2 separate regions of the Callithrix jacchus genome follow, and region 2 is linked to region 1. A link is a contact called in public Hi-C data. All regions are on one chromosome and are shown on one strand. Each heading gives the region's core, a stretch centred on a gene start, on an enhancer-like site or on the middle of the called end of the contact. The rest is flanking DNA. Distances are from core to core; before and after follow the strand shown. Region 1 holds the start of POMT1 (protein O-mannosyltransferase 1). Region 2 holds the start of RAPGEF1 (Rap guanine nucleotide exchange factor 1).

Region 1 (5,465 bases), core at 771-3,270:
TTCATTATACTCACCTCCCTGCTTTTGCATATGTTTGACATATTCCATAATAGAAAGTTAAACAAACAAGAACACGCATTAATCAGTTAACAAACAGCCCTTCGATACTAACAGCAGCCATTTCCTATTATGACAAAAACACATTCTGAGTGCTGTCAACAGTGAAGACTCACTTCCAAATCCATCAGTCCTCTGCCATCCAGACTTTAACACTGTTATCTAAGGCTGGCAACCAGATATTCCTCTACCACACCATCCAATGGGCCAGATTTCACCTGCCACAGACCCAGAAGGCAAGACCTAAATACTCTGCTGGGGCTGTCCTGGGGACAGACTGGTCTCTCCTCTCACTGCCAAAAACATCTATCACCAAGAAGCCAGGATTTCACTTTCCTATTTATGCTATTCAGTAAGGCCCCTCCTGTCACAAAGTACAATTTTCAATTCACACTGGGAATTTAGTCATTTTGCTTACACCACGGCCCGCGGGTAGGTGAGCTGCCACAGCCGGCTCAGTAACCCCATCCCAGTCAGGGCCACAAGGTGCAAATTGATGTCGGCAGTCACCACTACAGGGCGCTTCAAAAATCCCCACATCTTGTAGAAAAGCAGGCTCAGGTAGATGCCCTAGAAAAGAAGGGAGGCACCGTGGTCAATGAGGGCTCACAGGAAGCTACAGAAGGAATCCGAAGCCCCCGGCTCCCAGATGCACAGAGGGAACCACAGCACAGCCAGGCTGCTGAGAAAGGCAGTTGTTCATGGAGCCTCAGTTCAGGTAGACATATGGGGTGAGGGGCACTACCAGTGAACTCGGGTGGGACTTCAGGGATCTCAGGACTGGACATTCACTCCCTTCAACAACTCATTCCTGCTGAGAAAGGCAGGGATAAAACCTGCTGAGAACGTCCTGGGAGCAAGAACACTGCTAAGGAATGCCAGTCTTTCTCCCCTCCCTCCCCAACGACCAGGAGCTCACACGGTGCCGACGGCTCCCCGACCCTGAGCAGCTCCTGGGTGCCATCTCAGCTGCTTATGCCCAGGGACCTCAACCCGCCCGAGCCTCAGGGCCTTCTCATCTCTCCTTAAGGATGAATCTGCCCCCAGCGCCTCCCGGCCTTCTCTCCCAGGGGCACATCACCCCGAGGGTGTTCCCTTTCTTGCCTGGAGGGTGCATTTGCAGTCTGAGCCCCCCTTTCTCACCTGGAGGGTACATTTGCACTCTGAGCCCCCCTTTCTCACCTGGAGGGTGCATTTTCACTCTGAGCCCCCCTTTCTCACCTGGAGGATGCATTTGCACTCTGAGTCCCCCTTTCTCGCTTAGAGGGTGCATTTTCATCCTGAGCCCCCAAGTTCTCCTCCAGGCTTCATCTTCCCTTGAGCTCTGCTTCTTTTGAAGCTGCATCAGCCTTGGGGTCCCAGTCTCACAACACAGCTGCATCTGGCCGCTGGCACCCCGCTGACATCCCCAGGCCCCATCTACCCTGGACGAGCTCTGGCTCTTCCCTCCCTGAGCTGCATCTGCCCTGAGCACCTTCCTCCCAAGAGGACCAGCCGTCCTGGAAGTGCCTACTCCCCCCTTGCAGACCGCACCTCCCTGGCCGGCCCTTCTTCCCCACAGGCCATACCGGTCCCTGCCACCACTCCGGAGGCTGCACCCGGGGCACGCCCCTCCTCCCTAGTGCTGCACATGCCGCGGAGTTCTTACTACGGGGCTCGGTCGGCCCCTGACGCCTCACTTGCAAGGGTGAGGGCGCCGAACCCCGCCCACGGCTCCGGCAACACGGGGACGCCCCTGGCCCCAGCCTGTCCGCAGGCCGCTCACCCGCGTCACGCACTGATGGACTCCCCCGAGTGCGGGCTGGGCCCTCATCCCCGGTGTCCCTAAACGTACCCGCGTTTCTCCGAGTCCAGGCAGAGCCGCGAAAGACTCATGGCAAGGCCTCGGAATCGCCGGACTGGGCCGACGGCTGGGAGCAAGGCGCTTCGGCACTCCGCACCGCCCACCGCCCTCTCGACGTTCGATTCACCGCGCCTGCGGGACCCGACTGGCAACAGCGCGCGTGCGCACTGGGCAGTGGCGCGCGTGCGCAGCAGGTGAGGGCGCCAGGCCCCGGGGAGAAGCAAGTGTCAAACGCGGGGGGACTTCCCCTCCCTCAGGTGCTACTGCTTTGTGTACCGGGTTTTCTGTGTACTCTAAGCAAACGTGCAACTTTTTAAAAACGCAGTGGGCTCCCACCAATCTTCTCCTTGCTTTTTCACTTCATCCGGCGTGGAGATCTTAATTCTGCCTCTGCACAGCGGTGCGCCAGTTTGCTCCCAGATTTCTTTTTAATTAATTAATTAATTTGGTTTTGAGACGGAGTTTCGCTCTTGTTGCCCAGGCTGTAGGGTAATGGCACGATCTCGGCTTACCGCAACCTTCGCCTTGCGGGTTCAAGCTATTCTCCTGCTTCAGCCTCCCGAGTAGCTGGGACTGCAGGCGCCCGCCACCACCACGGCTAAGTTAGTGTTTTTAGTAGAGACCGGTTTCACCATGTTGGTCAGGCTAGTCTCGAACTCCTGACATCAAATGACCCGCCCGTCTCGGCCTCCCAAAGTGCTGTGATTACAGGCGTGAGCCATGGCGCCTGGCTTTAATTTTTTGGGACAGGGTCTTGCTCTTTCGTCCAGGCTGAAGTGGTGTCAGGACCACAGCTTGCTGCAGCCTCGACCTCCCTGCCCCACGCTATCCTCCCGCCTCGGACTCCCGAGTAGCTGGGACCACAGTTCCACGCCCCCACGCCCCTAGTTTTCTTGCCAAAAAAATCGCTGCCGCGAACCTGCTTGCACATACATCTAGCAGAGGAGGGGCTGAGGGTAAGTGCATTTAAAAGGGACCTAGGGCCGGGAGCGGTGGCTGACGCCTGTAACCCCAGCACTTTGGGTGGCCGAGGCAGGAGGATCAAGTGAGCCTGCTTGAGTTCCAGAAGAGCCTGGGCAACATAGCAAGAGCCGGTATGTATGAAAAAATACAAAAATTAGCCGGGCCTGTTGGTGTCTGCCTGCGGTCTCAGCTACAAGGGAGGCTGAGGTAGGAAGATTGCTTGGGGCAGGGAGGTCGAGGCTGCAGTCTGCTGTGGTCACACCTGTCTCAAAACAAAAAACCCAAAAACCCGGACATGGTGGGGGCTGCAAGACCACCAGAGGCTTCAGTGGGGGCAACTCTCTTAAACTCCCTGGCAGAAGACTGGAGGCTTCTTCCTCCCTTCCCAGGGCTCCTCTTCCTCATCCATCAGCCTCTCCAGCCCCCTCTGCTCAGCATCAAGAGCCTTCCCAAAGACCTGCTTTGGGGCTAACATGGTACTTTTGGTTGACTGCACCCCTTCCCATATTTTGCCTGGATGGGCACCGAGCATGTAACTGACAGCAGTGGAACCAGGCTAATGGATCACTCTTCTCGGCCTCACCCCTTCTTGATCTCCTGGTCTATTTGTATGTTAACCTATAGAGACCAAATGGGCACACTGTGGGTTTAATAACCTTAATTATTGTTCTTGGTTGTCTGCAAGATATTTTTTTCCATGTCAGTCAACATAGCATTAGGTGACACCAGTTGCGAACGTAGTGGTTACTTCTTTATGGCTTACCCATGAAGGGTTATGTGACTCACCCAAGATCCCACAGAGGGAAGGAGCTGGGGCTCACCTGGGTTTGTGGCTAGAGCCTGCAGGCAACTATGTTTACACTGGGCAGGGAGGGTTCCCTGGGCCCCAGGAGGGAGTGGGGCTGGGCCGCTGAGCTTTGGTGCATGCCATGCTAACAGTGGTGGTGCCTCATGAGTTAAAGCTCCATCTTGCAGGCCCCCAACCTCAGGACTAGTCTCCTTTGGGGCTGGCTGTAAGCCACCTGTCCCTAGGGAGCAGTGAATCAGGGCACTGAGTGTGATTGGTTGAAGCTGAGATGCCTGTGCCCAGGTCCCCAACTCTTATCCATAGTCAAAAGGCTTAGAAGGAAGTTGAGGTTGGAAACAGCATTTTATTTCTTGGGAGGTAATTAAGTTTTCTTAGCTGGTTCCAGGCACTAAGCCAAAAGCTACTAGTGACCTCTTTGAATCCACATGACCCCATTGATACCATTACCATCTACATTTTATGGTTAAGGAGACTTAACCATTAAAGACATAAAAGACCCAGGTGGTGAAATGTCCCCAAGACACACAGTGAGGCAATGGCAAAACCGAGAACCAATTCTGAACTATTACCCTTTGCTACCCCAGGCCTGGCCTGCTCCTTCCCCACCCCAGAGCACAGCATCATCCTCTACTTCCTGCAAAAACACTACTAGAAGTGGCAACATAACACGCCACATGAAATGCTTACCTCCTGTGACCAACCCATTTCTCACTGCAAGTGGTGGGGTTGCAGGCTGGCACTGTGCACAGCCAGATGCCATCTGTGGGAAGAGACTGGAGAGTGCTTGATGCTGCTACATTTTGAAGATGCTCCTTAACCATGGGTTCTGATCCCTTCTCTACCCATACAGCTTCTGTTAAGGTGTGTCGGCTGCACCACTCCTGATTTCTGTGTGAACTCTGTAAAATTAGAACTTTTGATCTGTAGGTCTCTCCAGTCAAATGACTGAGAAATGAGGGACATACAACCTGAGAAAGCATGTTCAGCTTTATTTTTTTTTTAACTTTTTTTTATTTAAATAAGGAGAATTCTTTCATATGGAAAGAGCTAGTACAATCACATATTTGAAAGGAGAAACAATAGGTACTGAACCGGAGGGAAAGGGCGAGGGTGAGTGTGCCAGCACCGGCCTGGTGAATCCACAATTCCATTTCCCATCCAAGCTAAGTTTCCCGAAATAATGTATAAACAAGCTGCACATTACACCTCTAGCCATCGTCTGCCCTTTCAAATATCTGGTCTACATGAAAAGACAAAGAGGAAAGGCCAAAACATAAACAAAAGGAAACAAAAACAAAATGCAACCCTCTCAAGAACAAAACGAAAACCCCCAAACCCTTTCTTACTACACAAGGCCTGAGGTCAAAAGCTTGAGTACAGCGTCCCCTTTAGACCATAGGAGAAAGGCGTCCACACAGAACCTTAGCAGGAATTTCCACTCCGAGGCTTCAGGACACACTGAAGATGGGGCTTTGGGGGTGCCACTACCATCCTGGAGGCCACCAACTGGGGTGAACTGGTGAACAGCAGATCTCATGTGCCTGAAGATCACCAGCCCAACGGGCACTGGTGGCCCTGGTGGAGCATGGCTGGGCCAATGTCCATCCCCAACAGTGAGCCACTCCTGTCCTGGATGACTTCCTGTGTAGGTCCGTCACATTTCAGAGGAGAGCTGGCTTTCTGGAAGCCTACATTCCCATTCACGACAGAGCACACATACCCTGGTATCCTTGGTCTTCAAAGGCCATTTCCAACAGACCCTCTAACACAGGCCTGCTCTGCAGGAAATGAAAA
Region 2 (5,153 bases), core at 1,907-4,406, 210 kb before region 1:
TGTTAGTAATGGATTCGCCTGTCTCTCTGATCTACGATGGTAATGTAATGAAGCAATATTCTCTGTTCACAGGGAACGGGCAGTGTTTCTGGCAGTTCAGTCAGGTGCATGCTAACAGATTTGATCAATCCAAGCTGAGGTGGGCCCAGGATCACCAGCCTCACTCTGGCTGTTTTCTACCCTAGTCTCATGGAATTCCTGTTGTCTGAATAGCTGAGTGTTGTCTGCAAATGCAAGAAGAGGATGTGGTGCTTTTTGCAAGGGCCCTATCTAAAACAGGCTCTGTGAGCAGCCTCAGGCCCACCTTGCTGTTTCCTCCACCTTCCACCATGGAGTCTGATGACCCCGTGGAAGGGTCACCTGGCTCACCCCACCCTTCCCTGGAATGTTAGGAGAAAGGCTGATAGCACCCACCCAAGTGTTGACTGAGCCCCTTCCCTCTGCTGGAGTTGGTGCTGCAGCAGTGCAAGAGCCCAGCATGACCCCTTGTATTAATAGCATTTCATTTTCTGTGTCCTACGATTTATGGTTTTAGATACAGCTCTCATTCTATTGCCCAGGCTGGAGTGCAGTAGTGATTCACAAGTGGGATTACAACACACTACAGGTGAACGCCCAGGCTCAAGTGAGTCTCTTGTCTCAGCTTCCTGAGTAGCTAGCCTCTGCTCCTAAGCTTTTATTATTATTATTATTACTATTACTATTATTATTTTAAGACGGGGTTTCACCATGTTGGTCAGGCTGGTCTTGAACTCCCGACCTCAGGTGATCCGCCCACCTTGGCCTCCAAAGTACTTGGATTACAGGCATGAGCCACCACGCCCGGCCTGCTCCTAAGCTTTCTTAAAATTGGCACAATTCCTAGGCTGGCTAAGTTACATGTTCTTTTTTTTTTTTTTTTTTTTTGAGACAGAGTCTTGCTCTGTCCAGGCTGGAGTGCAGTGGTGCAATCTCAACTCACTGCAACCACTGCCTCCCGGGTTCAAGTGATTCTCCTGCCTCAGCTTCCTGAGTAGCTGGGACTACAGGTGTGCACCACCACATCCAAGTAATTTTTGTATTTTTAGTAAAGATGGGGTTTCACCACATTGGTCAGGCTGGTCTCAAACTCCTGACCTCGAGATCCACCTGCCTCAGCCTCCCAAAGTGCTGGATTACAGGCTTGAGCCACCGTGCCCTGCTGCCAAGTCACATATTTTACTCCATTTCTGCAGTCATTGGCTTGGGAATAGATGTGTGACTCAAACTGAGCTAATTAGAGTCTGCCATGGAACAATGATGAAAGAGATCCTCTTTGTCCATTGCGGTTGTTAAGCAGGCAGGTGACAGGCCCAGGAGTGCTGGTGCCCAGCTTCACCCTTTGCCACCTTGTAGAGAGAGATGGCCTGAGGATACAGCCAACACAGAAGACCAATGGGCTTATTCCAGAGCCTGGGGTTAGCTGCATTTGGACCTCGCTGTATACCTGGTTTACTAATTATGATCTTCCAAAAATTCCTTTCTTGCTCTAACCAAGCAGGGCTAGGTTTCTGACAGTGCAATCAAGCATCCTAACCAGTACAGGAAGCTGGTCCTGCTGGGGCATGTCAGGGAAGGATTCTCCATAGAAGTGACAGTGAAACTGAGAAGCGAAAGATGACTGGGACCAGTCAGGTGGAGAGGAGGGGAGAGAACATTCTTAAGACAGTGGGAGCAGCTTATGAGAAGGCTCCAAGTTGTCAAGAACTGGGCTTTTGGAATCCATTTGCTTCATTACTTTGTGTGTATTCTACTATAGCTATAAACATCTTTCATGAATAGCCTTTATTAAATAAGATCTGTGACTCCGATTTACCATAATGTCCATTTGCAAAGTACTTTATTGTTTGCAAATCTCTTGTCATTGGATATGTCATAATTTATTAAATATATTTGACTTTGGTCTCACAAACCCCTGACTGCACTTAGTATTCATGCAGTCTAATTTTCTACTTTTCACCCAGGATTTTGGACTTAAAATACTGACTTTTCTCAGCTCAGAAGCCTAGAAGGATTGGAGGCAGCACTGAAAGTGTTTCGGAGTTGGGCCTCGGGCCAGGGGCCAGTTTTGCCTAGTGATGCAGCTGCCAAGAGGGCAACAGGTCCACCCTTGCTCAGAGCATCCATTCATCAGCTGGAAGAGGGAAATGAATTTGGCCTCCCGAGCAACTGGGACTATGGGCACGTGCCACCATGCCCAGCTAATTTTTGTATTTTTAGTAGAGACAGGGTTTCACCATGTTGGCCAGGATGGACTTGATCTCTTCACCTCATGGGCCTCAACCTCCCAAAGTGCTAGGATTACAAGCATGAGCCACCGTGCCCAGCCCGCACCCCTTCTTAACACCAGGGCCTGGGAGTGGCCTCATAGCACCTCCTGCCAGCCCAGACTCCAGGCTGGGTAATGACTCCACTCTGGCATCAAAGCCCTCTGCGGGCCCAGGGTCCATGCCAAGGCGGAGGATCCATTCCCCACTTCCCCACCCCAACCCCATGCCAGTGACCAGGGCCCAATCCCATCAGGGAAAAAAAAGCAGGGGTGCTGCTGGTTTGGGGGGAGGGTCAGGACAGGCTCCCAGTCAGTAGAGCTTGTTGAGTGCTGGTGAGGGTGAGTTCCTTGGCGTGGAGCCTCTGGCCCACAGGGGATGCTGGGCCCGGGATGATGGGAGGATGGGGTAGACATCCATTCCACGTCTTGGGGTGGAAAATCTGGCCCCGCAGGGTCTCTGTGTCTCGGGTGAGGGGACAGGCCAGGCTCTGGGCAACGGAGGATCCTGGGTTGGAGCTGTCAAGTCCCAGGCCTGGACCTGGTGACTCTGGTCCCACAGCAGAGGAATCCGGAATCCCGGGTGGAGTCAGCCCCAGGCCCGGGCGTCGGGACTCCAGATCGGCAGGGGGCGCTGCGTCTCGCGCCTCGCGCGCGAGGCTCGGGCGGCTCCGGGCAGACAGGGGGCGCTGTGGCGGCGCGGCGGGAGCCCGGCAGGTGGCGCTGTGGGCCGTGGCCGCGGCCGAGGCCCGGCGGGCGGGCGGCGGCGCGGTGCTGCAGCCGGCTCGCGAGCCAGGAGAACGGCGGCTGGCGCGCGGGAGGCGGAGCGGCGGCGGCGGGCGCGGCGGGAGCGGCTGGGCCCGGGCGGGCTGGAGCGCGGTCGCCGAGCGCAGGGCCGCGGCCGCGCGGAGCCCGCCATGCCGGCGCGGGTCTGAGGCGTGGCGAGCCAGGGCCGAGGCGAGCGGCGGGCGCGCCGCCCCTGTCGCCCCGCGGCGGGCCCGGCCCGGGCCCGATGAGCGGCGGCCTCGGCCTCCGGCGCAGCCCGGAAATGTCCGGCAAGATCGAGAAAGCAGGTGAGGAGCGGGCGCGGGGCGGCTCCCTCCGGCCCCGCCGGGCCCGCGGGCTCCGCCGATCACCGGCCGAGCGCGAGTCCCCCGGGATGCGCGGCCCTGCGTGCGCCGGGGCGGGGTGAGGCCACCGAGGCCTCGCCGGGGCGCCTGGCAGCTTCTCCTCCAGGCCCATTCCCGGCCGAGCGCGGGGGAAGCGGCCGCTGCGTGGGCACCGGGGGCCGGGCCGGGCGGGGCCCTGTGACCCGGGGTCGGGCGCACGAGCCGCTTCGCGGTCCCCGGGAACTTCCGAAAATGGCTCGAGCCCCGGGCAGGGGAAGAACCGCCCGGGCCGCGTGCTGCGGCGGCTGCGGAGATCCGTGCCCGGCCTGGGCTCCGCACTCGGAAGGTGAGCCGCCCTGAGCTGTAAAATGTGTCATTTCTAATGAGCCTGGAGTTTAAATTTAACCAGAAGCGTCCACTTCGGTTGCTTCAAAGGAAGCAGGCTGGATATGTGGGGGCGTTTCGAGGACGCAGTCAAGTTTCCCCCCGACTCTGATCAAGCTCAGACGGGCAAGGAGGGCAGGTGGGGGGGCCGGTGGGTGTGAGTAGATGATAAATCTTGATGCAGACCTTATCTCTTTGTGTGTTCCTAGAAATCTCGGGGAGTTGCCTTCCGAGTCGCTGGGTTTGCCTGTCCTGGGAATAGAGTCTCCAAAGATTCAATGACTGTCCTGCATATGAGACCCCGGGCTTCATTAGCCTGCGGCACCTTTGGAGTCCAGATGCGAATCCTTGGGTGTAAGGTGAGGTGGGTGGGTGTTCCGGGGGTCCTTTACTGGGGGCATGGCCTGTGGTCATAACCCAGGTACCAGGTTAGCTTTACGGCTGAATTAGGGAAAGTAGATTTTTAGAGTGCTGCCAGGGAGGTCTGTGGCTTTGATTGTGGAAGTTGCTTATGTTTCCCGGGTTGAGTATGGGATATTTCTGTGGGCTGCACCCTTGCAGCGTACCCACGAGGCAATGTGACATTTGCAGGCTGTGGTTGAAGCACAGAAGGACATATTTGTAGGCGTTGTTGAGGGTTTACTGTATATCTGACTCTTATTACCTAAAATGCATTGCTTCTTAAATTTTTGAAGCTTGTCTGTGGGAAAGAATATGGTCCCAGTTTTACAGGCTCACAGAGGTTCAGTGAATTCCAACTGTCCAGCCAGCAAGAGGGTAGCAGGTGGGGTATTGATTCCTGGGCCCTCTGACCAGAAGCCGGGGTGCTTTTCTCAGGGGCAGGACGGTTGGGTGCAGGTGCCATTTCTTGGGTATTTTTCTCACTGATCTGGAGCGCCTGCCGCTTTGCCCACTGACCATGAGTTGCCATCCTGTACACCTGCTGCTCCAGAAATATCTTGGGTTCATCCGTGCAGCATTTCTCAGGAACTTCTTGTAGTGTCTTATCAGAATGTACTGTTGGGAAACTTGGATAATTTATTTTATCCAGTTGCACTGGGCTCTTTGATTATAAGAATATTCGACGTTCATTGTTAAAACTTGGAAATCATGGAAAAGTAAAATGAACTGGATTGAAATATCATCTGTGAGCCCGAAACAGTGGCTCACGCCTGTGATCCCCGCATTTTGGGAGGCTGAAGCAGGAGGATCACTTGAGCCCAGGAGTTTGAAACAAGCCTGGGCAAAATGGCGAGACCTCATCACTACTTAAAACAGAAGCAAATTCTGTTTTTTAAAAAAGGAAAAAGTTATCTGTCATCCCGTGAGCTGCTTTCCACAGCCCAAACTGCTGGGAGTGAAACAACTCTTGATTT

Evidence for each region. A called contact is a pair of places that touch in the nucleus more often than the background predicts.
Region 2: a contact with region 1 is called in a Hi-C map of skeletal muscle, with 4 times the contacts expected there. The contact joins the promoter of RAPGEF1 here to the promoter of POMT1 in region 1. A contact is called at or near these places in 2 of 3 Hi-C or Micro-C datasets (induced pluripotent stem cells and skeletal muscle).

Annotation. Positions count from the first base shown.
Region 1 is chr1:180,108,538-180,114,002 of calJac240_pri, reverse strand. It overlaps POMT1 (protein O-mannosyltransferase 1), which reads right to left and starts at 2,020. Exons shown (of 17, transcript XM_078330186.1): 1 at 1,892-2,020. It also overlaps the pseudogene LOC100895138.
Region 2 is chr1:180,322,082-180,327,234 of calJac240_pri, reverse strand. RAPGEF1 (Rap guanine nucleotide exchange factor 1) reads left to right here and starts at 3,156. Exons shown (of 23, transcript XM_035260974.3): 1 at 3,156-3,357. The coding sequence starts at 3,297.